Regions from separate parts of the Mus musculus genome. Here all the other regions are linked to region 1. A link is a contact called in public promoter capture Hi-C data. All regions are on one chromosome and are shown on one strand. Each heading gives the region's core, a stretch centred on a gene start, on an enhancer-like site or on the middle of the called end of the contact. The rest is flanking DNA. Distances are from core to core; before and after follow the strand shown.

What was found. Promoter capture Hi-C pulls out the DNA fragments that hold promoters and counts their contacts.
Region 2: a contact with region 1 is called in a promoter capture Hi-C map of pre-B cells, with 5 times the contacts expected there. The contact joins the promoter of Wdr20 here to the promoter of Setd3 in region 1. A contact is called at or near these places in 1 of 39 promoter capture datasets (pre-B cells) and 1 of 484 Hi-C or Micro-C datasets (uterus).
Region 3: a promoter capture Hi-C map of pre-B cells shows a contact between it and region 1, with 8 times the contacts expected there. The contact joins the promoter of Dync1h1 here to the promoter of Setd3 in region 1. A contact is called at or near these places in 4 of 39 promoter capture datasets (erythroid cells, liver, neutrophils and 1 more), 6 of 484 Hi-C or Micro-C datasets (CD4 T cells, CD8 T cells, erythroblasts and 3 more), 2 of 115 datasets of contacts at active chromatin or transcription factors (astrocytes and extraembryonic endoderm stem cells) and 2 of 9 other capture datasets (adipose tissue and liver).
Region 4: a promoter capture Hi-C map of pre-B cells shows a contact between it and region 1, with 3 times the contacts expected there. The contact joins the promoter of Cinp here to the promoter of Setd3 in region 1. A contact is called at or near these places in 1 of 39 promoter capture datasets (pre-B cells) and 2 of 484 Hi-C or Micro-C datasets (B cells and CD8 T cells).
Region 5: a contact with region 1 is called in a promoter capture Hi-C map of pre-B cells, with 8 times the contacts expected there. The contact joins the promoter of 4921507G05Rik here to the promoter of Setd3 in region 1. A contact is called at or near these places in 4 of 39 promoter capture datasets (cranial neural crest, liver, neutrophils and 1 more), 3 of 484 Hi-C or Micro-C datasets (B cells, CD4 T cells and the G1E-ER4 cell line), 1 of 115 datasets of contacts at active chromatin or transcription factors (astrocytes) and 1 of 9 other capture datasets (liver).
Region 6: a promoter capture Hi-C map of embryonic stem cells shows a contact between it and region 1, with 7 times the contacts expected there. The contact joins the enhancer-like site here to the promoter of Setd3 in region 1. A contact is called at or near these places in 16 of 39 promoter capture datasets (the 3T3-L1 cell line, 3T3-L1-derived adipocytes, the C10 cell line and 10 more), 1 of 15 datasets of contacts at CTCF or cohesin (large pre-B cells), 8 of 115 datasets of contacts at active chromatin or transcription factors (astrocytes, embryonic basal ganglia, embryonic forebrain and 5 more) and 1 of 9 other capture datasets (embryonic stem cells).
Region 7: a contact with region 1 is called in a promoter capture Hi-C map of pre-B cells, with 6 times the contacts expected there. The contact joins the promoter of Ppp2r5c here to the promoter of Setd3 in region 1. A contact is called at or near these places in 5 of 39 promoter capture datasets (the C10 cell line, erythroid cells, liver and 2 more), 1 of 484 Hi-C or Micro-C datasets (CD4 T cells) and 1 of 9 other capture datasets (liver).

The regions. Positions count from the first base shown.
Region 1 is chr12:108,176,848-108,180,962 of GRCm38.p6, reverse strand. It overlaps Setd3 (SET domain containing 3), which reads left to right and starts at 1,679. Exons shown (of 13, transcript NM_028262.3): 1 at 1,679-1,810. Ccnk (cyclin K) reads right to left here and starts at 1,225. Exons shown (of 12, transcript NM_009832.2): 1 at 1,083-1,225.
Region 2 is chr12:110,736,666-110,740,684 of GRCm38.p6, reverse strand. It overlaps Wdr20 (WD repeat domain 20), which reads right to left and starts at 2,685. Exons shown (of 3, transcript NM_027149.4): 1 at 2,408-2,685. The coding sequence starts at 2,656.
Region 3 is chr12:110,599,367-110,603,475 of GRCm38.p6, reverse strand. It overlaps Dync1h1 (dynein cytoplasmic 1 heavy chain 1), which reads right to left and starts at 2,081. Exons shown (of 77, transcript NM_030238.2): 1 at 1,622-2,081. The coding sequence starts at 1,871. It overlaps Gm35558 (a long non-coding RNA gene), which reads left to right. Exons shown (of 2, transcript XR_381950.4): 1 at 1-2,723; 2 at 3,112-4,109.
Region 4 is chr12:110,886,644-110,890,524 of GRCm38.p6, reverse strand. It overlaps Cinp (cyclin-dependent kinase 2 interacting protein), which reads left to right and starts at 1,380. Exons shown (of 5, transcript NM_026048.4): 1 at 1,380-1,459. The coding sequence starts at 1,453. Tecpr2 (tectonin beta-propeller repeat containing 2) reads right to left here and starts at 1,261. Exons shown (of 20, transcript NM_001289510.1): 1 at 1,199-1,261.
Region 5 is chr12:110,839,494-110,843,370 of GRCm38.p6, reverse strand. 4921507G05Rik (RIKEN cDNA 4921507G05 gene) reads right to left here and starts at 2,342. Exons shown (of 2, transcript NR_152102.1): 1 at 2,086-2,342; 2 at 1-962. It overlaps Mok (MOK protein kinase), which reads left to right and starts at 2,432. Exons shown (of 12, transcript NM_011973.2): 1 at 2,432-2,625. The coding sequence starts at 2,619.
Region 6 is chr12:105,846,952-105,850,783 of GRCm38.p6, reverse strand. No RefSeq gene overlaps it. Among named protein-coding and RNA genes, the nearest start is that of Gm19554, 51 kb to the left of the region's middle. Within about 2 kb of position 2,248, at least 23 of the 459 cell types and tissues checked have an H3K27ac peak or open chromatin away from gene starts, as enhancers often do. A contact at or near this core is called in second pharyngeal arch cranial neural crest, where this site is marked.
Region 7 is chr12:110,445,788-110,450,012 of GRCm38.p6, reverse strand. Ppp2r5c (protein phosphatase 2, regulatory subunit B', gamma) reads right to left here and starts at 2,789. Exons shown (of 16, transcript NM_001373949.1): 1 at 2,628-2,789; 2 at 1,976-2,041. The coding sequence starts at 2,654.

The DNA.
Region 1 (4,115 bases), core at 430-2,929:
TAACAATTTTAATCAAAATGTTTATCAACATTACTATTTCTCAACTATTATCATTCATTCAGCAATAGTTTACTAAGTGCCATATAATGTTCTAGGTATTGAGGCTTGAAATCACTACACTTTCATGGAATCACTCATAAAAAAAAAGTTAAAGACACCCACAACTGCAAAATGCTGGCCAATTATTCTTTAAACAACATATATCAAGATACCACCTGTGTGAGGTTTGTCTTTAAAACCTAAAAGGCCAGTCTTTAGCTAAGACTCATGGCACATGACTTTTTAATTTTAAGTCCAGCATTCTGGAGGCAGAGGCAGGAAGATATCTTTGCGCTGGAGGCCAGCCTAGTTTACAGAGAGAGCTACACACCAGCCAGGGTTACGTAGGAAGACAGCCAGTCTGTGATAACTGATTTTAAACACTGAGTGACTTATGGAAAGCTGTGTTTTATTGGTAGTCCAAAGTTAAGAACACCACCAAGAATACATTAGGCAGGTTAAACTGCTTAAACGTTTTCAGATTAACATATACATGTTATTTCTCAACTTAATAAAGATCAGTTCCCCTAACACCGAGGCAAACAAGCACTCAGGAGAGGATGACGTCTGGGTAAGAACGAGTCTTATCGAGGAAGTCCCTTTTCATTCCTGGTCCTACCTGAGTTCCGTGGTTCAAGAGTCACGGAACACTTTCCAAAGCCTCAATCCTACTTAACAGAGGGATCCACAAGCCGTGGGTGACCGGGTCGGTCTGAGGCAGGGTCTGTGCGTGTAAGCCCCGCCACCCTTTTATTCCTCGGCTAGGAATCCCCCAAACCGCAACCACTTTCCTCTGCGAGGTCAGCTTCCAGTTCCAGGCATTAGCGGCGCACCCCAGAGGACCCGACCCTGTCCCGAAGCTCCCTCGCCGCCAACCCCGCGTCGCCTGCTAATTTCAACGTGCATCAGGGATTCCAAGGAGGGCGGTGGAATCCGGGAAGCCGGACTCTTCCGTAGAACCCAGGCAGCTGGAAAATACCCTCCTCGGACCACCAGGAGCGCAGACGGTGGGCGGCGCTGCCCGCGGCCAGCTAGATACTCACCCCTCGCCTCAGGCAAAACCCTCAGCGACGTCTCTCCTTCCTGACAGCAGCCATCTTGGAGGTGGAATGTCGGGGAACTACGTCATTTCCCTGCGTCTCGGGACGTTAAGAAGCGGCCGGAGGGGGCGGCGAAAGTCAGGTGCCTGTCAACCAATTAGAAGAAAGTAAAGCTAAAAAAAAGAAAAAAAGTAACAAGTCAACAGTCGCCGCTCCGCCTACCCTGCGGCCTTGTGGACTGCGGCCCGTAGGGGGAGGGGAAACACTCGCACACACCCTCCCATCGCCCCACCCCCTTGGCGAAAGGGAGTTCGGGAGCAACCGAACCTGTTAACGGAACTTCGGCCCGGAGGCGGAGCCAGGGCTCCCGTCGTTCAATCACAGCGCGAGATCTAACCAATCGAGTCTTCGGATACGGCTCCGCCCCGGTTGCTGATGTCCAATGGCTGATCAGCACCCTGGCTGGCGGGCGGATGGGCGGCGGGGCGGAGCCGCGCCGAGGCGTGTTAGGTGCGGGCCAATGAACGGCGGCGGCGGCCCGTGGGCGGGGCCCAGGGGCGGGCGGAGCCGGGTTGGGCCTAGGCGGCGGGGCTGTCTCTGGCTGCCGTCCAGCCCCTCCCGTCCGGCCGCCGCCGCCACCGCCGCCGCCGCCGCCTGGGGGTTGGTTGAGGCGGACGGTGGGGTCCCGGCCGGAGTGTGGCGCCGCCGCTGCGCGAAGACGAAGCGGGCAGGTGAGTGCGGACGGCAAGCACCCGCGTGCGGCCCGCGGGCTGAGGGGACGGGGTTCCACCGCTCCTTAAGGAGGTGAGGCCGAGCGTGCGGACTCCGAGGTCCGGTGCTCGGCCGCGACCGAGTTCTCAGGGCCTGGGAGGCTGTGGGCTCCGAGGCCCGGCAGGCCCGGTCCCTGAGGGGACTGGCGAGCGTCTGCAGCTTCCCTCTTCCACCGGGACGGGGGCAGGCGGCAGGTTCAGGGCGCGGCCTGGGCGCGGCCTGGGCGCCGCCCTCGGGTACGGCCGGGGCCCGGAGTGCGCGCGGGGCGCTGGGACTGCGTGCGGCGGGCTGCAGCCTTGGTTTCCTTCCTCCGGTGGCAGGCGCACGCGGCTTGGGGCCGAGGCCCCTCTGCAGCTCTCTGTTGCCCACGGGGAGCCCGGCCCCCGCGCCTTGTCCTCCACTGCCCGCTCGCAAAGGCGGGCGTAGAAAATAGGTCAGGTTTCTTCCCACGCGCCCCTGGCCGAGGTCCACACGCGACGAGCGCGCTGCGAGAGAGAAGCGGTCCGTGCTCTCGGAGTTTGCCATTCCGATTTTCAACTCTTCCTTCTTGCGGCTGCAGCCTGGGCATGCGACTCTGCCTCTTCTCCCCGCCTGCCACTCTTGGAGAAGGAGCTGATTAGTGACGTGCGCCACTGGCTGCCGAGGGGCCTCACCCCCTCCGCGTCGTGTCGGGAGAGGACGTTGGTGCGTTTCTGGAGGGGTGCACGCGTAAAGATGACTCGGGACATGCTGTAATCCATTTCTAAACGAAAACGGTGTTGTTACCGAAGTAAACACATTTGAACAGGATGTTGACAGCCATCTTGCCTTTGCAGACCCTTAGAAGATTGAGGTTTTACTGATAGATGTAACAGAACTGCATCCAGGAAGGCTGAGGCAGGGAATCCGGAGTTTCAGGCCTGCCAGAGCTACATAGGGAGACCCTTTCAAAAAACACACAAAAACTAAAACCAGACTTGGACACTGAAAGTGTGGGTTTTTCATATGTGATACTGTTCCCATTTCCCTTTCAAAGGCGATGCTGAGGGTGTTTTTAAAATGAGTTTTAAACAGTGATAGTCTTGGGGAGTTTTAAGTGAACGCACCCTTAAAATACAGCAGTATAAAAGGACATTTCCTCCCCAAGTTAAAAAGTTTGTCTAGACTCACTGGAACCTACAGTGTGTATGTAGGCTCCTACCTGTAGAGGCTCACTTTATAGATGGGTCTCTGGGGCGCCATGATTGATATTTTGGTGGAATTCCAGCCATTTGGGAAGGAGTTTTTCTAGGGCTTAAGAAAACAGTTTGCAAAACCAAGTTCTGAAAAGCTACAGAAAAAAAGAACATCTTACTGGGACTCTAAACAACCTTGGTCTTTATTGCCCCTACCTTCTTTTTACCGTGCGTTCCTTTCTCTTTTGAGATATTACTAATATCTGGATATGCAACTCTAGTTCCCTTGGAGGGAAGTAGTTGCTATTTCTCCCTCCTTTTTCACTGTGCAAACATCTCAGTGGAGCTATGCTGGACTTGAAGATCCAAACATTGTGCTGATGTGGGTTCTAGCAATGAGGGTTTCTGTTCCTTTTCTGTTTATAAATGTCCAGTAAAATTCTCACTGAAATGCTGTTAGCTGGGCCTTGTGGCATAGCTAACATTAGCCCTTGCTACTCAGGGGCCTGAGGCAGGAGGATCTTAGGTTTAAAGCTAGCCTAGACTGTGTGAGAGACCCTGACTGGCTGGGGATCTAGCTCAGTGTTAGAGTGTTTGCTTATTGTGTGAGAAGGCCTGAATTCCATCTTCAGTACAAACATATCATTGTCATTGACTATCTTTTTTATGTGATGCATATTTAGGCCAAATTTAAAGATGATTAAACCATTTCTTTAGAAGCCATGTGATTATAAGACAATGAGGAGGCAATATTCAGTTTTTTATTGTTATTGTTCCATAGGTCAACCACTAGAAAACTGTTTCTATGTTCAGCACTGTGGTGAACAGTCAGTAACCTAAATCTTGATCACCTAAAAGAGAATGTTAAAGATGACTGTGCTCAACATAGTTGCACCAGGAACACATAGAGTAGGTTTGCTTGTAGTAAATCTAGGAGAGTCCCCAGTCCACAGAGGTTGTCCTTATCCCCACCCTTAACTGCTTCAGACCTTATATGCAGTGGGGAAGTATTTGCATCTAACTTGCACACTAACCTCTCTCAAGGTTTGAGTTGTCTGTATATTGCTTCCAGTACTTATTACAATGTCTCTGCCATGCAAATAGTTGTCAC
Region 2 (4,019 bases), core at 1,436-3,935, 2.6 Mb before region 1:
TGAGCCGTCTTCCAGGCCCCACGAATTTAACTTTTAAGCATACTGTATGCCCTATGAATTTAACTTTTTCTTTTTAAGATTTATTTATTTATTTATTATATGTAAGTACACTGTAGCTGTCTTCAAACACACCAGAAGAGGGAGTCAGATCTCCTTAAGGATGGTTGTGAGCCACCATGTGGTTGCTGGGATTTGAACTAAGTAAGGACCTTCAGAAGATTGGGTGCTCTTACACGCTGAGCCATCTCACCAGCCCCCGAATTTAACTTTTAAGCATACTGTATTTTTACATCATCATTATTTCTGTTTGGTTTTTCGAATTGCGAGTGTTTTTTGTCCTAGCTGGCCTGAAACTCTATAGAGGGCAGGCTGGTCTTGAACTCACAGAGATCCACCTGTCAAGGTACATGCTATCATACACACCTGGTTTGATTTTTTTTTTTTCCTTATGAGAGGACCCCACCATATAGCCCATGCTTGCCTCAAAAGTGATAATTGTAGCACAGGTTGGCCCTGAACTTACCAACTATAGTCCTGGCTGGCCACAAAAATCACAATTTGAGTGCTAGGATTGCAAGTATGCACAACCATGGTAGGGTCTAATTACAATTTTTCTAAGATTTCTTTTATTTTTTAAACTTATTTGTGTAAGCTGTAAGTGGGTCTCCAGAACCCAGAAAAGGACATCCAATTCCCTGGAGCTGGGGTTACAGGTAGCTGTGAGCAGCCTAACATGGGTTTTAGGAACTGAACTGGAGTCCTCTGCAAGAACAGTACAGGTTCTTCACCGCTGAGCCTTTGCTCCAGCCCCCAAATGTAGGTGTTGATAATATAAGCTTACATTTATTTCCAGAGAAAAATCTGGTATTTCAGTCAGAGCAGGAATGTTGAGACGGCAGTTCCTCTCAATGCTTGCTTTAACTCTAATTTACATCTCCTGAGTGTGTCAGGACTCTAATGGCCATCACAGCTATTACGAATTATAACATGTGCACTGCAGCCTCCCTTTTTAAAGAAGTGCAAAGGAAAGTTTCCCAGGTATCCAAGGTCAGCCAGCAGTGAGTCAGTAACAGGGTTGGGAACTGCACTAAAACTTCAGTTCCTACTCTTCAAACCACTGGATACTTTCCCAACCCCGAGAGAGGAGAGTCAACCAGCTATTTCCAAACGCTTCGGGAGTTCACTGACAAGAATAAAGACAAGTCAGAAGATTCACCTTGGACCAAAGAAACAAGCTTACGTTTGCACACCATCATTCCTTCCCTTGTCCTCCTAACCGTACAGTGCAACATAAACAGCAGCTGACTTTGGATATAGCCATCCCTGGGAACACGTCCTCTTCAATATGGACAACGTACTTTCCCACTAACTGAACATTTATAAGTGAATCTTCCATCACCTTGTCACATTCCGTTGGAGGTGCTATGGAGTGCATACATTTCCTTACTCTCTCAATGGTCAAAAGTTAAAATAAGCAATTCTTGCCAGTGACCAAAAAATAAAAAAATAAAATAAAATAAAAGCGCCAATAAATTGCTGCTTTTAACGAGACATTTTAAAACTCGATTGCATGCGTCACAGAATTACTGTTAAGTTCTTGGCTGGTTACTTTAAAGTAGCATTTAAGGCCTATCCCTCCCTGTTTGGGACATAGCCTGACTCGTTAGACAAGATAAATCTAGGCACGCTCACACACAACACCTCTGAAGCAACTTAGCCTATTTGAAAACATAATTCCAACCTCCCTAGTCTTGAGTACTCAGCCCTCTTACACTGCAAGGGACAGAATGACCCTCTTCAAAAACCTTTCGGGAGACGGTTCCCTCCGCGGAGACAATGACAGGCGACCTCCCGGAAAGGTTTTTGGAAACAGTGCTGACACCAGGAGAAGTGTCAGTGCGGCAGCAGGTGGAGTAGCCCTGCGTGCCGAGCAGGTCCTTTCTGACCTAGTCTCCAAGTCCTCCGCCTCCCTGTCCCGGTTCCGCCTTACGGACCTTTCCAAGCCGCCTCGCGTCCCGGTTCTCTCACCCAGGGCAGGACTCTCGAGCCTCCCGGGAAGCGAGGCCACCTAAAACGGCCGCCGCACCTCTTCCGGGGACTCGCAGGCCCGCTCCCGGGCGGGATCGGAACCTGACAGACCCCGCCGGGGGAGGAGGCGACCGGCTACTCCCGGGGCATCTCCGCGACCCGGCTCCAGAGCCCCCTCCTCCCCTAGGAGGCAGCGCTGCCGCCGGCGCCTCACTCCCGAAGCCCCCTCTCCTCCGGAGCACCTCAGCGGAGTTACCGGCCCACTCAAAAGTACAAGTGCCGGCCGCCCCCACCGGTCACCCCGGCCTCGCTGTCACCGCCCAGCTCCCGGCCTCGGCCCGCGCCGCCGGCGCGCCCCCGGTGACGCCCGGGTCGGTACCTTGCGGACCCCCTTGTAGATATAGAAGTAGAGCTCCCGGCCCACATTGAAGCAGAGGCGGTCGCCGTTGCCAGACTGGTCGTTGAGGTTTACGAAGGAGACGCGGACAGGGTTGGATCCCTGCGAGTTGAAGGGCACCCGGTTGGGCCGGCTGTACTCCGAGTGCTGCAGCAGCTTGTACAGACCTTCCCGGGTGGTGAATTGGGTCTTAATCTCGTTCATCTCCTTCCCTCCTCCCTCCGTCGCCATCTTGGAAAGCAGCGTTCATCCTGCCCTAAGTGCCCGGATCACGCCCACCGCGCAGGCGCCGTCCTCGGCCGCTCGCTTTCTCCACTCCCCACCCCCTTCTCCGCGGCCCCGCCCACTGGCGAGCCAGCCCCCACGAAGGCGGGCCGAAGCGAAGGGGGCGGGCTAGTTTTTAATGGTCCAACTGCGCACGCGCGCTCACCTGGCGCGCTCCACCCGGAGGGGCGTGCGCAAGCTCCTCCCCTGGGTGCCGCCCTCCTGGTGCGGGTCGAAGCGAGCGCGCTGAGCGTTGGTGCGGGGCTCCTGTCTCGCTCTGCAGCTTCGCTGAGGGACCCGATCCCTAAGAGACGCCACCGCGTTGGCCTTGGCCAGCTGGTGGTCCCGGCAGAGCCTGAGGCGAGCAGTGAAGTCCGGTGTTTGGACGTGTATGTCCCAGCTGTCCGCGATCCTCCCTGGGAAGCTAGGGAGGACTCCGACGGTCCGCTTGGGTGCGGGGTACCGATGCCTGGTGACAAGCCCCTCTACGTCTCACAGAAGATATCGATGGATTGGGCTTTATTACAGCTCAGGGTTTGGTTTGGTTTGGTTTGGTTGGGTTGGGTTGGGTTTTGTAGGCGGGGTGGGAAGAACCGCATGAATGTACAGGACTTGTGTTTTCAAGTCTCACCTGAAACCTTCCTGGTGAGCATTGGCTTGTTCTTGAGAAAGTAGGTTCTGTCGGAACTTCTGTCTCCTGTGCCTCTTAATAAAGGTTAAGCTAATTGATTTTCTTAAAGCCTCAAACGGAACCTGAAGTTGTTTGCCAGGAGAACCATCGAGTTGTGCTGAATATCCTGTACAAAGTATTAGGTGAAGGCAAGCGCACACATTAAAGTAGGACCTAACAGTCACCATTTGATGCTTCGATTTCTGGGTGTGTGCACTGGAATACAAAGGCTTCTAAAGTGATAAACGTTAAAATAGAATTCTAGAGCGGAGAAAATGTTACACGAAGAATGACCTATCCCTGAGAAATCCTGTCTGTAGAGCGAGCCCAGTACACTGTGGGCACCTGTGCTTCCAGACAGAAGGAATGCCTGAGCCCGGAGCTGGGAGGCTGCTACCCGAGCCCACAGACCGAGACTCCAACCTCACAAAAATTAATTGTACACAAGGGGGAGTGTTCTAAAGAAGTATAAATCATAGCCATTTTATGTAGTGGGAAGCAAGTACAGACACAGTAGAAACTGTGCCAGTGATGTAATAAGGCATTTGACTAACATCCTGTAGAACTGGCAAAAGAAAAAAAAAAAAGCACTACAGTAAATCCTTTTTTTGTTGTTTTTGTTTTTGATACTGTATTTCACTAAATAGCCCTGGCTGTCCT
Region 3 (4,109 bases), core at 832-3,331, 2.4 Mb before region 1:
AGACAGTCAAATTCCTTAGTCAACTTTCAAAAGTGCAAGTCATTATGGAACCTTGCTGGGATGCTGGATCATCCCTTGCTGAATAGACACTTGTTCCATTCCACCCTTGATACAAGACGGACAGATATGAGGAGAACAAATTACTAATGACAGAGCAAAGAGAAAAACTTGGGGATTTTTTTTCGTAAAGAGAAATCATGACTCATGGTTTTTGTGTTTTTATATTGAAATCACTAATTTCAATACACAAACTGTGCAACAAAGAATATAAAAGAATTAGCTAGGGCCAAACTACTCAAAATCGTTAAAAACATAGGTTAAAAATGTATTTTAATAAAATGTATTTTCACATACCCCGCAAAAGAGCAAGTAGGGATCAAAGGGCTCACAGGGCCCTGCTGGGGCAGGGTTCCAGATGACTTTCATTTCAGATATGTTTCAAATTTTCTACAGTTACATGGTCTTTTGGACAAAAATAGATTTCCACGCAGGAATAAATACAAACTCCAATGTAAAGGAAACCATCTTCAGTCACACTAACACTAGCCAGGCACTAATAGCATCCTAATGCTTTAGACATTGTGTGTAGATTGAAGAAAAATATTCTGCTATCTTCTAACTGCAGGCCCAAACCAAGGCTGTGTGAACATTTTGTAATTAAGAATAGCCTTAAAGCGATACAAACTATCGAAAGGACAGCCACTCTGGTTTTCTAACGGAACCACACAGCCTTTGGAACTCTAGGGAACTTGCTAGCAAATATTCTCAGTCCATCTTCAATCCCTAAGGGCTATTTTACTTTTAAACAGCACATCTGGGTTCCTAGGGAAATGCCACACCCATTCGCCAGCATGTCATACAAGTTCCCCAGATGCTACAAAGTGGTTTTAAAGCCTCAAGAAGGAAGGAGTCCTGCAAGCAAGCCCCCTATTCCAGATCAATCTAGGGATGTTGTGAGAGTCTCTGCTGGAGGACACAACGGGAACATGTCAGCTTCTTTGCCTCCTTCCCCAACTAGGTAAGCAACAGTTCTTAAGTCTTTGAAATCAGACTTAAATGTCACAGAGCTGTCATTAGGGTCATCTAAGCAACAATTTCAAGCCATGATCAGCAAAACAAGCAATTTGGACTGGAAACTGATATGCTGAGTCTAATCTCAAGGTCCTGTATTTTAGCTGGTGACCTTGGACCAGCCACGGGACTCAGTTTCCTGGTTTGTAAAACTGGGAGATACACCCACTCAACAATGATGCTGCGAGGCCAATGGAGGCCTACGCGTAGGCAGCCGCAGACAGCAGAGATGCTGGGTGACCAGGGCCTGCCCACTCCGGCTCCCGCCAACCCACCGGTCCCCGAGCCCACCCAAGGGCCAGCACCTAGGCTGTCCTAGACACACTCTTCCCAAAGCGAGCTAAGCTTGGATACGAATCGAAACCAAAAAAGCTCATGTGACTCTGGAGGCAGGGATGCGGCCCTGTGCCCAGCCGGGACCGGGAGACGCTGTCTCCACCCAACTCGGCCATCTTGAGAAGCCGCGGAGACAAAGCGACCCCACTGTGCGGGCGCTGGCGGTCCGGGCACCCTAGCTGCTCCACGCGACCGGGGAGGGGGCGCCGCGCACCTTTGAGGGTGGAGCGCTCCACCAGGACCGTGTGGACCTGCGGGTCTGACAGGAACTTGCGCATCTGCTCCAGGGCGCTCTTCTCCTCCAGCGCCGCCTCCAGCGCAGCCGGCGCGTCGCCGCCGTCCTCCAGCAGCAGCGGCACCAGCTTACGCAGGTGCTTCTGCAGCACCGCCACGTCCGCCACATTCTGCACCGCCGACACCTCCAGGCCGGCCGAGCCGTCCTCGCCGCCGCCCGGCTCCGACATGGCGGATCCACGGAAGGGAGAGAGATAGAAAGAGAGAGAGCGAGAGCCGAGAGGAGCGGCCTCCGGCACGAGAGAGCAGTGAGCGAGGGGAACCGGCGACAGGAGACGCTCTGCCCGCTAACCCGCGGCCGACTGCGGACAGCGGAGCCGGCTCCGCCCTAAAGGCCGCCGCTCCCGCCGGCCCCGCCCCGCCCGCTGGCTGCAGCCACCGGCGCCCGCTCGCGGTCGGCGTCGCGACGTTACGCATGCGACTGGAGGCGGGGCTATGTGCGGCGCCGCGTGGCCTTTTGGGACTTGTAGTCGGAGGGCAGGGCGGGACCCATTACTCTGCGCAAAAGTGGTCCAGGAACCGCGTCTGTCTTCATTGCCAGGTGGCAGAGAATATCACAGAGCCAGCCCCTCAGGCTTCATAAATAGTGTTTTAAGGATGCATTGACGAGAATTGACATTTAGTGAGAGTTCATCCTCTGCCCGACATTGCTATTAATAACCTGAGTTCTCCCGTTGAATGAATGGAGTCTGGAGTCCCAACTGCCCAGTCGTTATTAGATACACATTGGGAAGATGAGGACGTTTTTTCAGAGGAGATGAGGGGCATGCCCACAATGACTTCGCTAAACTGGATAGGGAGAGAGTGGAAGGGAGATGATTTTAGCTGAGGAACTGGCGTCTGAGGAAGGGAAGGTTAGGTATGGGTGGAGCAGCAACTGCAGTGCAGTCTAACGGTAGGCTAAAAGAAACCTGGATAGTAGGAACATCAAGCTACGATGGGACCTGGCTTCTGAACACAGTGTCATTTACCAAGCGAGGGTGATGTAAGAGAAGGACGCATGAGTGAATCCACTGACAACGGTAAGCTCCCCATACCTGCAGCACCCACCGCTCTGTGGGTTCGGGAATCTGGATCGGCAGGAGGCAGGGGCTCAGATTGCTCCTAAGTTTCCCTGCATCTGACCCATCACCCCTCCTCCCATACACGGAGGACAAGAAGGGCAGAATCTCTTTGCTTACTTTCTTAGGGTTAGTAACTGGCCTTTGAAAGTTCAGGTCATAACTTGCCTGTTCAATTGGGTAGAGGGAACTAAGCCAAAATGATCTTTAAAAATATAATAATGCCGAGTTAGAAAGCTGAGTCCTGATTGGTGGGATGATGGTGGTATGACTTGATTCTCCCAAATCATCTTTGGAATACGGGAAGCCCTACAATATGCTTATTCCTTGCACAATTGTCCTGTGCCAGGTCCCAGAGGCTGCTGATGGAGGCCCGAAGATTCTTCTAGAAGCCAGACAGAGAGAGAGACAGAGAGACAGAGAGAGAGAAAACAGATAAATATCCCCATTCTCCCTCCATCAGCCCACCCTGGTGTAATGTGTCATAAATAATCTTGCAGAGGTGAGAGGACAGACCCAAAGCTACTGTGGTGAATTGCTACTGTGGAATTGCTGGCGTACTGGCAGTGATCAATACTGAATGTCCACCTGACACTAGGTGCTGTGTTAGTGTTTCCCTCTGCCTATCCTGCAGAGATAGGAACAAGGACAAAAGACCGGAGATTCTGAAACCTGCAGGGACTTAGTGGGTGTGGGGCTGATTGCACACTGGCTGCACTGTGAGTCAGCACCTGGGAAATGCAGTCATTCAGTTATCCGAGGACTCACTCATCTGCAACCTGGCTCCACGCCAGGGGACAGATAGCAGGCTCAGACTTTGGATTATTATCATTCCAAAGAAGACAGAAATGATTTGTTTACAAGGATTTACAAGTGGATCAAACCTGTGTGCTTTTTCAATAAACATTCTGTTTTTGTTTTTTAATATAGTAAGAACAGACCTGCTGCACACAGGCTGCTGAGATTTCTAAGGGCACCATCCTAGAGGCTGGCCAGGCTGAGACAGGGCTAACGAGGAAGCTGAGCTTGGCTGAAGATGCCCTTCTGCTTCGTGGCATAGGACGCAGCCAATCTTGGGTGGGGACCCGGCCTTTCTAGTCTCCTGTCTGTGAAAGCATCTGCTTTCAAGTGTTGAGAGGAGCTGGGAAGAGCATTTCTTTCCTGATGAGGGATGCTGGTGGCGGCTAGAGTACATACAACTTTGTCATAAATTTGTGATACACTGTGTAGAGGTCTTGCGCATTCCCAACATCTCTTTAAAATACCATATGACGTGCTGTTGAGATACCGTGTCAGGCTCATTCTCTGTATTCTGCCCCCTCTCTCAAGCCCTAGAGAGCACACAAT
Region 4 (3,881 bases), core at 131-2,630, 2.7 Mb before region 1:
GACTCCAACCTTCCTGAGGGAGTGACTAGGTGTGAAGTGTAAGCATACACCCCTAGGGCCTGGCCCAGCAACTGGCATGAGGGAAGTCTAGTAAACACTCAATGAATGAACAAACACGGGCTGTAAGTCAGGTTGCAAAAACAAACAAAATGATCACAGGTATATCAGCATTACAGCTGGGTGCGAGTAGGTACAAAAAGTGTAACAGCTTCGAAGACAAGGACTCTCTGGCGATAAGAGACTAGAGCAACTTCATACCTAGGACCTGATTTCCCACAACTCCCTGCTCCAAAAGTTTTCAAAACCTTGGCTGCAAATGATCATTCCAGTCAACGACAAAACGATACACCTCACATGCTGCCAACAAATGGAACAGAAAAATACCTGAATATCGGTGAGAAAGAAAGGAAGCACAAAGGGTAGGAAAGAAAAGTAAAGACGGAGATGGAAAGAAATGGGAAACCAGAGACTTAAGGGACTAGAGGAAAAAGCAGCGAAGCCCACAGAGCCGTGTGGGTGACAGCAGAGACTAACCTTGATCATATTCAGTCAGACCCTGGACGGTCGGCTGTGCATGCATGCACTGACCCATTTAATCCTCCACTATCCCAAGATAAAAACTTATCATTTTACGGATGACGAAACTGAAGCTAGGAAGTTGACACTTGCTCCAGTAAACGGGTAGGAAGGGGAAGCGCAATGACCTGACCCCGAGTCTGACCCAGGGTCACCCCATTCACTGTCCATTCCGCCTCGGGGGCCACACCGGGAGGCATTCGGTATCCATTTAACCAACCCTTACTCAACTCCTACTGGGCGGCCAAGCCAGCGGCAATGTAAGGGATCCAGCTGAGGATCGGGGGGACAGAACAGAACGCAATGTCAATCTCCAGGCTGAGGAGCCTGGAGCCGGCCGCGAGAGGGATGCAGGGTGGGGCAGGAGGGGAGGAGCGAGGGGAGCCGGGACGCCAGGGCGGCCCGGGGCGGTGTGCGAACGCTGCGACGCCCGGTGCTCTGCACAGACTCCGGCTGACAGATGCGCCGCGTGCGGCGGCTGCCAGGGGGACGGCGACGCGGCTGTGGAGACGCTGAGGGGCTGAGACAGGGGAAGGCGGCTCTGCCAGGGGGAGGAAAGGCGAGGGGCGGCGTCGGGGACGTCGGAGGCGTCCGGCACCCGCCCGCGCGCTCCCGAACTCACCTCCCGCGGCAGCCCCTCAGGACACCTCAGCCCCGCCAACCCGGAGGAGGCGGGATGGACTCCGGGCCGCAGGGGCTGCTGGGAGCCTGTTGCCTAGGCAACGGGTTAGGCCTCAGAGAGTAGCAGTGACTCCGCGGAGGGCTAGAGCGGCAGAGCCACAAGTGTGGGCGGGCCCAAGGACGGAAGTGACGTCACTTCCTCAGTTCGCAGGCGGGTTTTTGGGTCTTCTCAGGAATCTACCTGTGGGCCGCCGCATGGAAGGTGCGTGACAGTGCTGTGTTTCCCTAGTTGTGGGGGCTGCAGGTCGTGGACGTGGTCATGAGGGGTGGGAGGGTGGGTGGGGGAGGTCATGAGTCCGCGCGCGACGTGACATGCAGGGCGCGCCTGGACCTCGTGGGCTGCCGGGAGCCTTGTTCATTACGGTGTGAGTGTCGTCTGAGTGCGGTGATGTGCGTGAAGTGTCAGTGGTGTGACGCTCAGAGCATCCCTGAGCACATTGGAGCCAAGCCTGACGTGCCAGCCCCTCGGAGAACCCTTCCCTAAACTCCGGCATTCAGTAAGACGGGCCGTGGAGCTTGCAGTGTGTAATAAAGGCTGTCTCTGTCGGTTCGTGTCGCATGGGTCAGTGCGTTAGCGTATGGCTTGCTGAGTCCCGTTTTGCTTTGGTAGCTTACAAGAGGTAAGCAGCTAAACTGCTGTGCCTCTCTCTCTACCAGCTGCCCTGCGACTCACATTACTGACATCTCCCCATTTGTCTCTGAGTGTCTAGAAGTCAGAGCTGTGCTTTTGGTTCCTAAGTGGGTCCGGCAAACTTAGTCAGCCGTGATCCTCACCCTTAGGGACCCCTACCGAAGAAGGACGAATGTAATGCAGGAGGTGAGAGCAGTTCCTCCATGGAGCCCGTTTGATTCTCAATCAGCTGTGTGTGCAAGTTATGGGAGGGAACAAGACATAACTCCTACTGTGGTTGAACTCAGTCCTGCGGAGAAAATAGAATTAAGAAATAGAAGAAATTGACTCACTAGGGGATGTGATGACAGCCAACGAATAGGAGATAATATGTCTACTGCAGTGACTCGTAATGCAACCAGGGGTGGAAGTGGGGGCGGCGGCGGCGGGGGTTGGGGGGGGAGAGTCCAGGAAGACTTCTTGATGGAAATAACTGTTCAACTTGCTTCCTGTTGCCATGGTAAAATACCGTCACCAAAAAGCATCTTGGGAAGGAAAGGGTTTATTTGTCTTACCCTTCCAGGTCCCAATCCATCTATGAAGGAACTCGGTAGGAACCCAAGCAGAACCAGAGGCAGGAGCCATGAAGAATAGCTGCTTACTGGCTTGCTTTTTCCTAGGATTTTCTTCTCCGTGTATAATACCTACATTTATGTAAACGTACCATGTGTCAGCTGTATCCACAGGGGCCAGAAGAGGACATGGTATCTTCTGGAATAGGAATCTCAGCTGATTGTAAGCCTCTTTTGGGTGCTAGGTCCGCAGAGCCATCTCCAGCCCCTCAGATCGTTTCTTACACAGCCCAGGACCAATTGCCCAAGGGCTGCGGCACCACAGAGAGTTAGGCCCTTGTACATCATTCACCATGCAGACATCCTCACGAACAGTTGTTACACTGTGGTTCTCTCTTCCCAGGTTGACCAAGTTAACCACAAAAGTAACCAGGACAATGACTTCCCTTTTTGCATTTAACTATTGCAAATATATTTATTGCAACTTACAGATAAGTTAGCAATTATATACAAGTAGAATTTTAGCTATAAATTCTGGTTGCGTTTAAATTTGGAAGTCAGAAGAAGAGAGTCTCAAAATAGTATAGTCTCCTAAAGAAGGTTTTGTTAAATTACAGAAAAATAAAACTGGAAGCTGAAGATTTTTTGGCTCGGTTCTAGAGCATTGGAATTTAGATCTCCACATGACACTGGGCAGCTCTCAAACACCTGTAACTCCAGCTCCAGGCCACCAGTCACCCTTCTGGCCTCAGCAGCCACTCCCACACATTCACACACATAAAAACAGATCTTTAAAAATGAAATCTGCCCCGGAAGCTCTTAGGGAGTAGCACTAATGGGTGTGAGTTTGTTGGAGGACATGTCACAGTGGGTGGGCTTTAAGGTTTCAGATAGTCAAGCCAGACCCAATGTCTCTTTCTGCTGCCTGCTGAACTAATTGTAGAACTCTCAGCTAACTTCTCCAGCACCAGGTCTGCCTGCCATGCTTCCCACCATTAGGATAATCGATTATACCTGTGAACTGTAAGCCAGCCCCAATTAAATGTTGTCCTTTATAAGGGTTGCTATGGTCCTTGGCATCTCTTTACAGCAATAAAACCCTAACAACAAAAAAAATAGGGGGGCAGAGGCAGGTGGATTTCTGAGTTCGAGGCCAGCCTGGTCTACAGAGTGAGTTCCAGAACAGCCAGGGCTACATAGAGAAACCCTATTTCGAAGAACTAACTAACTAAATAAATAATCTGATCATTTAGATGTGAAGATACAATTAAAAGTTATATTTCATGTCTTAAAGGTGGACATTGTACCTGTGTGTGCAAGCCTTTCATGTGTTGCTGCGTTGACACTTTTACCATATGGAATTTAACATATGGAATCCTCCACTAAAAACCCAAAGAATTTTCTTTCCTTAAAGGCTGGCTGCCTGGCTTTCTTTCTTTCAA
Region 5 (3,877 bases), core at 1,093-3,592, 2.7 Mb before region 1:
CTGTTTGTTGGCTCTTAGCCGGAGATGCCTTCAAGGGCTTCTTGCTACAGTCTGGGTTGGCTGTTCTCTATGCCTGCTGCCCAGCTCATCTTCCCAGCCTTCCCCATCCTGTGCTGGATCCCTCTCCCGGCAGCCCCAGGGGTTTGTCTCCCTCACTTTGGACGTCCATCATCCATGGTGACTCCTGGGAAGTGATGAGATCTCCTTTCGTGTGTGACCCCATTTTTGCCTCTGCCCCCACCACACCAATAACTGGGGAATTCTAGAAGAGAATTAGAAGCAATTGGAAGGCCACACTCCTCTTTTATGGCCAGTGAAATATTCAATGTCATGCCCCCTGTGCTTCTGTGAGTCTATCCCAAAGTTATCACATTGGGATAGACTCACATATCCCAAAGATATCACATTTGGGATAGACTCACAGAATGTGAGTCTATCCCAAAGTTATCACATAGCCTACGATTTAAGAAAGACAGTTTGCAGCAGGGGCAGTGGTGGTGTCCCCCTGCTTCTGTATCAAAAGATCTGGTGGAAAGAGTCACCTGACAGGAAAGCTGGAGTGGCAAAGGATAAAAGCATTTTCCAAAGTCTATGTAGCTGGAACTATGTAACCCAGGCTGGCCTTGAACTCGCAGAGATCGGCCTGCCTCCACCCATAGCCCCAAGCCACAGTGCTGGGACTAATAGCAGGAATGTGTGACAACCCCCTTTTCTCTGTGTCTCTTGCTTTTTCCAGACGCCTGAGTTGATTCTCCTGGCCTTCTTCACTAAGGCTCCATGACTCTAAGCTTGTCCTTCCTCTCCCCTCTGCAGCGGCTGGTGATCGAGCTCAGTCACTGAGTTCTAGCTTTTATCTTCCTCTTCACATTTTTAAATTTTGACATAGAGCTCTGGAACACACAGTCACAGGAAGGCAGAACATTTTCCATAGAGAAACCGAAGTCCTGCTTGTGAATTCTGGGCTTGGGGTGAGATGGAGAAACAGAAAACAAATAGGGAAATGAAAATAATTTAAATGTTTCACTCCCAATGTGTGCATATGAAAACTGTTAGACAAAAAAAAAAAAAGAAAGAAAAATAGACAAACAGAAGGGCTTTTCAGATGTTACTTCTATTTTTCTATTTATTTATTTGTTTATTTATTATGTATTTATTTACTTATTATATTACAGTAAGTACACTGTAGCTGTCCTCAGATACTCCAGAAGAGGGCATCAGATTTCGTTATGGATGGTTGTGAGCCACCATGTGGTTGCTGGGGTTTGAACTCAGGACCTTTGGAAGATCAGTTGGTGCTCTTAACCACTGAGTCATCTCGCCAGCCCCAGATGTTACTTCTAATTTGCTAAAACACATCAGTTGTTCCAGGGGCCAGTTTGAAACACACCCTCCATAAAATATGTACACGTTGAAACCCTTTGCGCCCAACTTCTTCTGGGCACAGAAACACAGGGAGTCAGAAGCCATGGGCTGGTGTCTGGGTTCAGTGATCCACCAGGAGGTGCCCCTGACAAAGCTCTTTATCATCTTGGGACTCCAACAACAGGATATATGGTTTCTATTGCCCAAGTCAGCAAAAACACTTCTCCCATCTGCCTGTTTAACTGGGTCAAAGGGTAAAGTTTGTCCTGAATCCTCAATGCTTAAAATCAGGCTTGCCCCTAGACAGATAAGAATGATACAGAGGTGACAGGTGCTGATTCCCCTGGCTTTTGGACAAACATTTATTAAGCACTTGCAGTGTGACAGACCCTGTCAAGCCTTAGGCAAAAGCCCCTAGGAATTGGGTGGGGCACCAGGGACATCTCATTTAGTCTTCACTGCGACCACTTGGGTAAGGATTTTTCTTTTTCTTTCTTTCTTTATTGAATTTAAATGCAGTTTATTTTTAGACAACCCACATGACTTTTTTTTCCCCTTTTTTTCTTTTTGAATTTAAATGCATGGGGTGAGAATTTTTCAACCTCACTTTACAGTAACAAGAATTTAGGGATCTCGTCTAGGTCGCTTTTCATTATATCTCCAATGCGTGCAACACTACTTTTAGCAAAGTAAATGTTTGTTGAATTAAGCAGTAAAACTTACAAATTACACAGCAGTAGCTATCAGGCTGCTTTGATGCTCAACTGTAGGTGTTGTCAAGAACAGGCTCCAACTAGTGTTACAGGCAGTTAAAGCTCAAGGAAATTGTTCTCGTCTGGTTCAACATCGTTACATTCTCGGGAGAGCTGGGAAGAGTCAGTCCCACCAAGGTCGCCTACTCACTAGGTAAGAAATTATACTTAAATTTAAAGCGGCGAGAGGTTGCGTAGCGACCGAACCGAGGCGGCAGGCTGCACCGCGCATGCGTGAACGGGCCAGCGGTTTTTAAACCCTCTCCTTTGCGCATGCGTATACGCATGTCTCCGGAACGCCCCTCCCTCCTAAGGGTCTGGCGGTTGCTAAGGCGACAGGAATACAATATGGCGGCCGGATCCTAACGCTCCCCAGCCAGGGACCACCGCGAAGGTCCTCGAGCCGGAAGCCACCTCTGGAAGGGAGAAGGCCGGTACCACAGTCTCCTCTTTTCTTTTCGGTCCGGGGCCGTCCAGGGGCTGACGGCGTCATCCGCGTTCAGGATGAAGAGTGAGTGGGGCCGGAGAAGGGCTGAGGGTCCCCGGGGCCTGCGGGGCGGCGCCGCAGGTACCCGGGGCTAGGCAGCGGGTTCTGCTGGAGTTTGAGGAGTTGTGTCATTTCGTTCATTCACTCGCTCATTCGTTCGTTCGTTCGTTCGTTCGTTTGTCGGATCGCATCTGAAATCTCAAGACATTGGCCGTCGGCTCTGAGCGCTCACACGGTGGCTCCCCGCCCCTGCGGGACGGCGGCTTAAACCGCGTTCGAGAGGGACGCTGGGCCGCCTATCTTACTTTCTGAGTTAAACAGTTGTGGTTCTGAAAGCATCCTTTTAGCGGAATGTAAAACGGTTGCTTAGAAGTTGGGAGATGAGGCAGTCTTTCTAGAAAATAGAAGGACTGGAAAACTGGACTTAGTGCCGGGTTTGTGGGTAACCTGGAGTCCAAATGCGACTAGACAAGTCGGTTTTGTTGGGACCGCTGTTTGATTTTCATAGATATACGGTTATGATTGCCTGTGATAGTGTAGCCAGAAGTGTAGTCTCTTACCGTGATTAGATTGTGTTCTCTGTAGTTACAATATCAAATTGACACTACATTTTAATTGCAGTGCAGTAATTTCTATGTACCATAAATGACATAACATTTAAAAAATAAGTCATCTCATTCACCCTTCAGTCTTGTGTCACTGTGTCACTCCCTTTAAGGAAGATTAATGTGGTCTTGAGGGGAGTGACGGGCGCATTCATTCCCCTCACTTAGAGGCAGAGGCAGTTGAATTTCCATGAGTTTGAGGCCAGCCTGATCAGTATAACAAATTTCAGGATAGCCAAGCCTACTAGACAGAAACTGTCTCAAAAAAAAAACAAAAAAAAACAAAAACAAAATCTGATGCAGTAGCATGCACCTGCAATCCCAGCATGCCTATGGTGAGATGGGAGCAGAGATAAGAGATTCCCAAAGAGCTCGAAGTTCAGGCATATGCAGTGCTAAACACCACAGACACTACTACAGGTGTTCCTCTCACCCCAGCTATGGTATCTTCTCTCTCCCTCCACACCCTTCTCTCTAGTATTCTCTCTCTCACCACAGATCCTATAGACACACTTAAAGAGGAGAAAAACAAAAACAAAAAAAAATTTAAGAAAAGTTAAAAAATAGACACATCATAAAATGCAAATTATATATGCAAAATATTAATTTAAAAAAATTTAAGTTTTATATATATATATATATATATATATATATATATATAGAGAGAGAGA
Region 6 (3,832 bases), core at 999-3,498, 2.3 Mb after region 1:
CCCAGGAGCTTGGCTTGGGACCACAGCAGGTGGCTTCTGCTTTGAGGACTCTTTGGCATTCCAACTTCAGGACCCAGGAACTGGGTCTTCAGGGCTCGTTTAAAACGAGTCCTAGGTTTGAATCCTATCTCCCGAGGCCCCCCGGATGATGCCCTTAGATAAACCATTGGCTGTCTCTAAATCCTTAGGTCCCGTGCGGTGACCCAATCCCCACTGGGTTGTTTCGAGAAGTGAAAGGGAACGTTGCAGAGAGCTGGAATCATGCCTGGCAGAGCCAGGTGCCCTGCTCTGTCCTGTCATTAACAACTGGCTCGGATAGAAGGTATAGACCTTGGAAGATCTTCTCCCCATACCTCTTTCTATCTACAATGGCGTCTCTTTCACAGGTTTATTGGCAGAATACCAAGAGATCATCCATGTAAGACACTGGCATGTCTAGGATGTGAAGTCCTAGGCACTGGCACATTCCCTGCTACACAGGAAGCTCTTGTTTTTGTTTTTTGTTTTTTTTTAAATTAACTTATTTATTTTATGTTAGAGTACACTGTCGCTGTCTTCAGACATACCAGAAGAGGGCAGCAGATCTTGTTACAGATGGCTGTGAGCCACCATGTGGTTGCTGGGAATTGAACTCAGGACCTCTGGAAGAGCAGTTAGTGCTCTTAACTGCTGAGCCGTCTCTCCAGCTCAGGAAGCTCTTTGTGACAGAACTTAGTCCAACCGCCATGTGGTTCCTACAGACATGTATAGCTCCCCAGGTTCCCACCCACGGAAAGTACCAAAACTCAGCCAGACTGCTTTGAGAGCAGGGAGGATATAACCCAGCCTGAGATATCTCAACCATTCCAGAAGAGACAATGGTCTTAGGTGAAGCCTGAAGACCAGTGCTGGGCAGAGGAGTTGGAAGAGGAGAGGAGTCTGTACACTCAGAAGGGAGCAGCCAAGGAGCTGAGCAGGCCACCCGTGGCCTGGGGTGCTCAGCCTACACTCTGCTCAAGCCTGGCACCTGAGCTTAGATCTAGATGGCGCAGCAGAAGCCAAGTCCCGCTAACATCAGGCGCTCTCTTCCCTGCCTACCTGTTGGTCCTTCTGGTGCAGAGGCTGAGTGCAGTGAGCACAAGTAGGTAGCCTAAGAAGCATGACTGGCAGCTGTCAGGCCAAGCTGCTAGGCAAAAGCCCCACAAGGCCCGGATGACCAATCTTAATCGGGGCTCAGGCCAGGGCCCCACAACTGCTGAGTGGCGTAGTTGTATGGGGGCAGGGGAGAAGGCACACACATTCTTGCCCTGATGAGCTGAGGACACTGGGTATGGAGATATGAATATCTACAGTCCTTCCCTAGCAATGGTTCTCAAGGACCTGTCCTCATTTCTCCTCTTCCTGACAGCCCTGCTCCTGTCCCGCCCCCAGCCCACTGCCTCCCGACAGAGCTACGTATTGTTCACCACATACCCTCCCCTTGAGCCTTCAGTAGAAGCTGTAATTAGAACCAGACAGACAAGCACCACCAGGAACCCCGAGCTTCCCCCACTCCGGCTGGGTGGATGTCTCTATGTCTTCTGTTCAGGCGGTGAGCTGCCACACTCGGAAAGGGGATGGGCACTGTCCTCTGGTCAAGCTCCTGCATGTGGCGTATACACACACACACACACACACACACACACACACACACACACACACCCCGAGCATGAAGATTTGGGAACCACTAAGGTGAATGTGGGCCTGCAAAAATGGAAACCCCTCAAAAGCAGGTCAGAAAAAAAACCAGCAGGAAGCAGTCTGAGCGAGGAGAGACAGAGATGTTAGACACCAAGCTGGCGTCGGGTAGGCATGGAAGTCTCAGCATTCACCAATGATAAGTGCCAAGGACTAAAAGACTTCCCTATGGGCTAGAGAGATGGCTCAGTGTGAAGGCATTTGCCATCAGACCCAGTGGCCCGAGTTCAATCCCCACATGGTAGAGAGAATTAACTCTCAAGTGATGCTCTCTGACCTCCACATGTGCAAGAGCTACCTCTCGCACAGCACAACGTTTGTTGTTTTTTGTTTAAAAAAAAAGTCCTGAGGGAGAACTCTATAGGTGTGGGTCCTACTGAGCGGGTTACTCGATCCCCACAGGTACAACATACTGTTCCCTCATGTACCTTTGTTGGTCAGGACAGAGGTGTCAATAGCATCTCTCTAGAATAGGGTGTGGCCAGATGGCCCAGGAAGAGTGGCCCAGTGTCCAGTCTGCAATTGGGCTTGTGCTCCAGCTCACCCTGCTGACAGGACCTTAGGCTGGGATCATCTATCCATCCTTGGGCACTGCTGTGTGTGCCCTTCGTTTTCTCGTGGCTTCTAAGAACACTGAGTGAGCCTGGTCCTGGTTGGGCTGTAGTGACCACACCCCAGCTCCTAGTAGCTGTTTTCACAGCCTCTAGCAGGAACCCATCACTGTATTCCCATCACCTCCCTGCCCTAGATGGCCCTGCTGTGTGAGGCTCAAAACCCTATTACCAAAATGAGCCAGCTCCCCGCAGCTTCCCAAGGCTTCCCACACTTGGCATGAGCCTGGAGCCAAGCCGCTCTGAACAGCTCTTACCAAACCACCACACTTTTACATGGGACTCAAGCCGAGCCTCCAGAAACTCTACTGTCCCTGTTCCTCTACAGTCCCACGCTCCTGCCTTCCCCCCCGCAAATGCTGCCCCACCTCAGGACTTGCAAACTCCTCCAGAGGCACGGTTCTCCATCCATGTGCAGTTCGTGTTGACCATCCTTCTCTAGGAACTTCATTGTAAAGAGACAAAGGCAGCGGCTGGATTGGCTCACCTCGCAGAGCCAAGACTTCTCCACCAGTGAAACAGCTCACCCACATGAGAAGCCTGTTCTTTGGAACAGCTCCAACTCGGTCTCTACCCACCACTTCTGACCAGAGTTGTCCTAACTACTGTGGTGTCATTTGGAGTAGTTCCCGTGCCCAGCATCAGCAAGTTCTTTCCTTGCTGCAGAGATGCCAGTACATGGAAAGGAACCACTGAGGGATGAAGGACTCCTCACAGGAGGTATGACTGCGCTCACTGGAATTGCAAGCTTCAGCCCTGCCAGTCACTGCTGTTGAACTCCAGAATCTCACCGTCACCCTGAGTTCTCTGCATCCCCTGGGGTCCAGACAGCCCCGCTAAGGGCTTTCTCCAAGGTCTAATGCCAGTCTCCATATGGTTATCCTAAACTAAGGAGGCACACCCAAGATATCCATCCTCCAGTTGCTACTAGTCAACAGCTGATGACATCAGGAAAAACATACAACGTACACAGGACCATGGGTGGTTTCTATTTTACTTCTCTGGTTTACAAACGTGTGTGCTATTTGTGGGCACGTGTGTTTTGTGTACCAGCGCCTTCTCTCCTTGCTCCATGTGGGCCCTGACTTCAGGCTGCCAAGCTCGAAGGCCTTACCTGGAGAACCAGCTCACTGACCTACGATCCTTGTCCTGTTTGTCTGGGATTTTTCAAACACTTTTACTATTTAACCCAGGCTGGCCTCAAAATTGACACCTACTGGCCTCTGCTGGGACCACAGGTGTGCACCATCACACCTGGGAAGTTCTTCGCTTTTCAAGTATTAAAATGATAGGTGCATATTACCTCCATATTCAGGACAAAAATCAGCAGTAACAGACTCAAGAGCACCAAATTTGTTTAAAAGCAACTCACCTAGTAACAAGTTTGCCAACTTTATAGGGGACATATTGAAACTACCCCAAAATTCATGTTTAGGTGCTGGTGAGTGTTTATTTATTCACTGACTCACCTCCCCAGAACATTTCTAAGATGCAAATCCTCTCCA
Region 7 (4,225 bases), core at 1,540-4,039, 2.3 Mb before region 1:
GCTGTAAAACTGGAGTGTGGAAACTGTCTAGGCTCTGAGCCTTCACGGGACAGTGTGGACCACCGCTGCTCGCGTGACATTAGAAGGGCTCCAAGAGCAACCATGAATACCAAACCCATTTACACTCTTCAGGCTAAAATATTCAAAGTCGGAGTAATAGGAGGAGAGGAGCGAGTACAGTCAAGACTTAATTCACTGGATGAGTCAATCACACTTGCTAAGTGGGTGGGAAAAGCAGGGAAGAACAGAGCCCAAGGCTGAGGGGAGACAACAGCCATCAGAAAGAGTAACTCAGAGGTCACAGGAGCTACTGCACTTCCAGGATCTGTATTCCTGGGAAATAGTTTCAACAGTGATCTGCCAAGGGCTTAGCATGCCATGGTGCCTCGTGCATCCTTCTGAGATAGGGGTGAAGGGCCCAACATCTCAGTGCTTTTCAGGGGCCATTTCGAGCTCTGTGACTCCAGCTCTTAGACAGTAGCACTAGAAAAGATACAAAAAGACAACTGGGGCATCACATGGGACACTGCAGGCCACACTCCAGAGCCCTACATGACTGACAGTAAAATCCCCACATACTTTACAGACAGCTACACAGCAGTGGTATGGGCATCTTTCAACTGGGATGGGGTGGGGTTTAAACCTAATATCCATCCTACCCTTACAGCAAGGTTCTTTTGATAAACTAGGGAGAAATGAACATACATACTGATATTTCTCTGTGATTTCCCCCCCCCCCCCAACAGCAACAGGACACAGGTATGTTTGAGCGAGAAAGCTTTGGGGAACCGTAAGAAGTTTTAGCAGTCCTAATGACAAGACAAGGAAGCACACGGTGTATGCCCTGCAAAGCAACTACACGTCGTGTAAAAATTGTTGAAGGGCTGGCTGTGGAAGGCAGTCAGACACGAGTGGGCCCCAGGAAAGGCGTCACGATCCACTGTTCAGAAAGGGCAGGCAAAGACTGGCACAGCCGATCCTATCTACTGGTATTTCAGGAACCTTTTGGATTTCTGCTTTCAGCTCTAGGGAGGGCAACAGATTTGCTGGGATGAACCACCTGCTGCAGAGGAGGGAGGCACAGAACACACCAAATTGAGGGGGGGGGGAAGACAACCTGGAGCTAAAATAACCCCTGCAGATTATCTTCAGGGCAGAATTTAACTCATTCTAATGAAGCTTTCGGGAAGAAGAGGCCGAACAGCCACAAATTAGAAATGTCTGTGGTAAAATCTCAACGATCCGGCTCTGGAGAGGGGAGACTTAAGGAGCAGCTTCCAGGTGCCCTGAAATTAAAGCCTGAGCCTCTTCGCTTGGGCACTCTAGTTCCAAGACAATGAGATACAAAACAAAGCCAAAAAAGGGGGGTCAAGGGGCCTGCCCTGAAAATCCCCCAAGGGCACAACTCTATTAAGGATCACAGATTCCACCAAATGACCCAAGGGATCATTCCAGATATTCTTGAAATAAGCCAAAGCCAGGAAGCAAGAAAAGTCAGGATTCACCAAAGAGGATGGAGGAGCTTGTGGGAAAGGAAATAGAAGACTGTTTAAAAAAAAAAAAAAAAGTACCCAAATTAGAGCCACCAAAACACATCCACACTTAGTTGAAAAGGACCAGACATCAGCAGAAGAGAAGCTTGCCCAGGACACCAGTTCGAGGCTGCAGCAAGGAAAGCAAGGACCGTGGAAGTCACTGAGAGAGCCAGAGACACAGAAAAGGAACGAGGGGGCAGACCCTAAAGCTAGAGACTCCATTTAAGACCAGTTCACTGGGAGGGCTTGAGCTCTGTTAGAAGCCACAAAACTGTTTTTAAAATGTCAGTTTCGCTGTGCACACTTTAATAAAAGAGTGGGGGGGGGGATAAGTAACTCATAAGAAAAGACTTCAGAAACACTTTGGTTTGTAGAGCCTCCGTGTTAGACCCTAGATTAAAGGCTGATCAAGAATAACAATGAGCTTGTCCAGAGGTTACCTCTGTTTCTGCTGTATCTTGTCCTTCTTTTGGACCTTTTCCACTTTTCACCGGTTTTGGTGGTTCCTGGGAATCATCACAAAACAAAAACAAAAAAACAAAAACAAACAACAACAAAAAACCATTAGTGTTCTCAATATTTGGACCGCTAAGCATCAGCTCAAATGCAGTTTCTAAATTGATACATATCACTGAGAGCTTCTGATGGCTTTAATATGTCAGCAGCAAACTACATCATATTGAGTATATTCACAATACCAGCAGCCTTCAAATTCCGTTTCTCTTCATGTCTGTGTTGGGGGGCGGGGGAGGGAGGTGAAAACTCCAGGTAGGGACACGTAACCCCAGCTCTCGGCCCATCCCTTTCTCCCCTCCCACCCTTAAACCTCACAAGTGAGGGTTTCTGGGGCGAGTCCGGAACGCTCCAGCACCCCAGCCCCCGCCACGCAGAGCACTGCACGGAGCATCAGCCGCCACCCAGAGCGACCGCGGCACCTCAGCGCCACCTCAGAGCCTGAGCGGCCTCCCCAGCTCCATGCAATCCTGCCAGCGCCCTGGGCCCGCCCGCGAGCCTGGACGACCTGCCGCCCCGCCCCTACCCGCCGACGCGGGGACCCCAGACCCGGTCCCGGAGCCCCCGGCCCCGACTCACTTTCTCCTTCTTGTTTTTATTCGGCATGGCTGGTGCGGGCCGCCGCCGCCGCCCCTGCCTCCGCCCGCCGCCACTGCCGCTGCAGCAGCAGAAGCGCCCCCGGCCCGGCCGTCGCGCCGCCCCGGCCGCCGCCGCCGCCGCTGCAGCCGCCGCCCGGGGACTGAGTCGCTCGTCCGCTCTCGCTTCCCCTTTTCCAGGCTCCCAGAGGCTGCGGCAGCCGCGGCGGCGGCGGCGGCGGCGGCAGCGGCGGCGGCGTCTCTCCGCCCCTCTCCCGGCAGGCCCCGCCCCCGCCCCAGGCCCCGCCCCGCGCCGGCCCCACGCTGCCCTCTCCCCGCCTCGCCGCCCTCAACGACGCCACGCCATTGGCCGACACGGCCCCACGTGCCCTAACGCTCCGCAGCGTCGCCCCGCCCACTGCGCGGCCTGTCCCCACCCCCTCGGTGCGGACCGGCTCGTGTGCCGGGCTGTGAAGGTTTTGGTGGAGCCATCAGGGAGGGAGCTACTGGGGAGAGGGAGGCGTGTGCGGACAACGGAGGTGATAAAGTCACGGCCGCTGAGCCGGGACGGGGAGGAGAGCAAAGGACAGTGAGGAGCGGGAATGCACATGTGAGATGTATGGCGACTATTCTGTAGCCTTCCAGGCACGAAAAACTCTACCCCATAAGCCTGGTAGCGGTGACGCTCGTGCAGTGCGGAGGAGACCCGGGACCGCGCGAGCGGCGGTTTCCTTGGGCCATTAGGCCCCGCCCACGAAGGCAATGCTGCTGGCTCCGGGGTACGCTCCGCCCACCGCACGCCTCAGAGGCGGGGCTCGCCTCAGCCCCGCCTATAGAGTCCACGCCTCTCCTTTCGTCCCCGCCCACGCGAGCAAAGGAACTCTCCCCAGAGCAGACTCTGCCCACGGCGGTCCAAGTGTAGACTGCCTAGTTCCCCTGTGGTCCTGCACGCCGAAATTTCTCTGTTCCAGACTCACCCGCAAGGCAACCGGCTTCCCCAATGTAGGCACCGCCCACCTTACGTCTTAGGGATTGGATCCACCTAGGCCGAGCCCATCAGCTGCTCACTCTGAGACTCTACCTGCACACTGCCACCCATCGCCCCGGCCCACCAGGGAGGTAGTCAGATCAGTGTAGGCTTTTTTTCCGAGCCCATTACGTCTGAGCAGCCCTGCGTCTTTGTTATTCTTTAATTACCAGTGGTCGTTAGCCTGTGAGAAAACTGCATGAAGACCAGGGATCACTTGATTCTCTCACTTCTCTAGTAGCTCTTTATGAGGGAAGAAGCTAATTCGCTACTTATACAGTCCTGTTTTTGGAGTTGTCAGTGTCTGACATCCTATGCTAAGGGGGAGCACTCAGAAGGAAGACTGTAGGAGTGAACTGTTTCGAGTGCAGGAGACTTCAGGCGCTCACTCATGATTTAGGAGGTGCCTTCGTCATAAGCTTTGAGCCTGCTAGACAAACGCTGGAGACTTCAGCTACGTACCCAGGCCAAGGCACTGAAAAATCGATGTATCTTAACCCTTGGTTTTTGTTTGTTTTTGTTTTAACTCTTGTAAATGCCAAGCAAAGCATTTTTGGTTGTTCTCACCCAAGCTC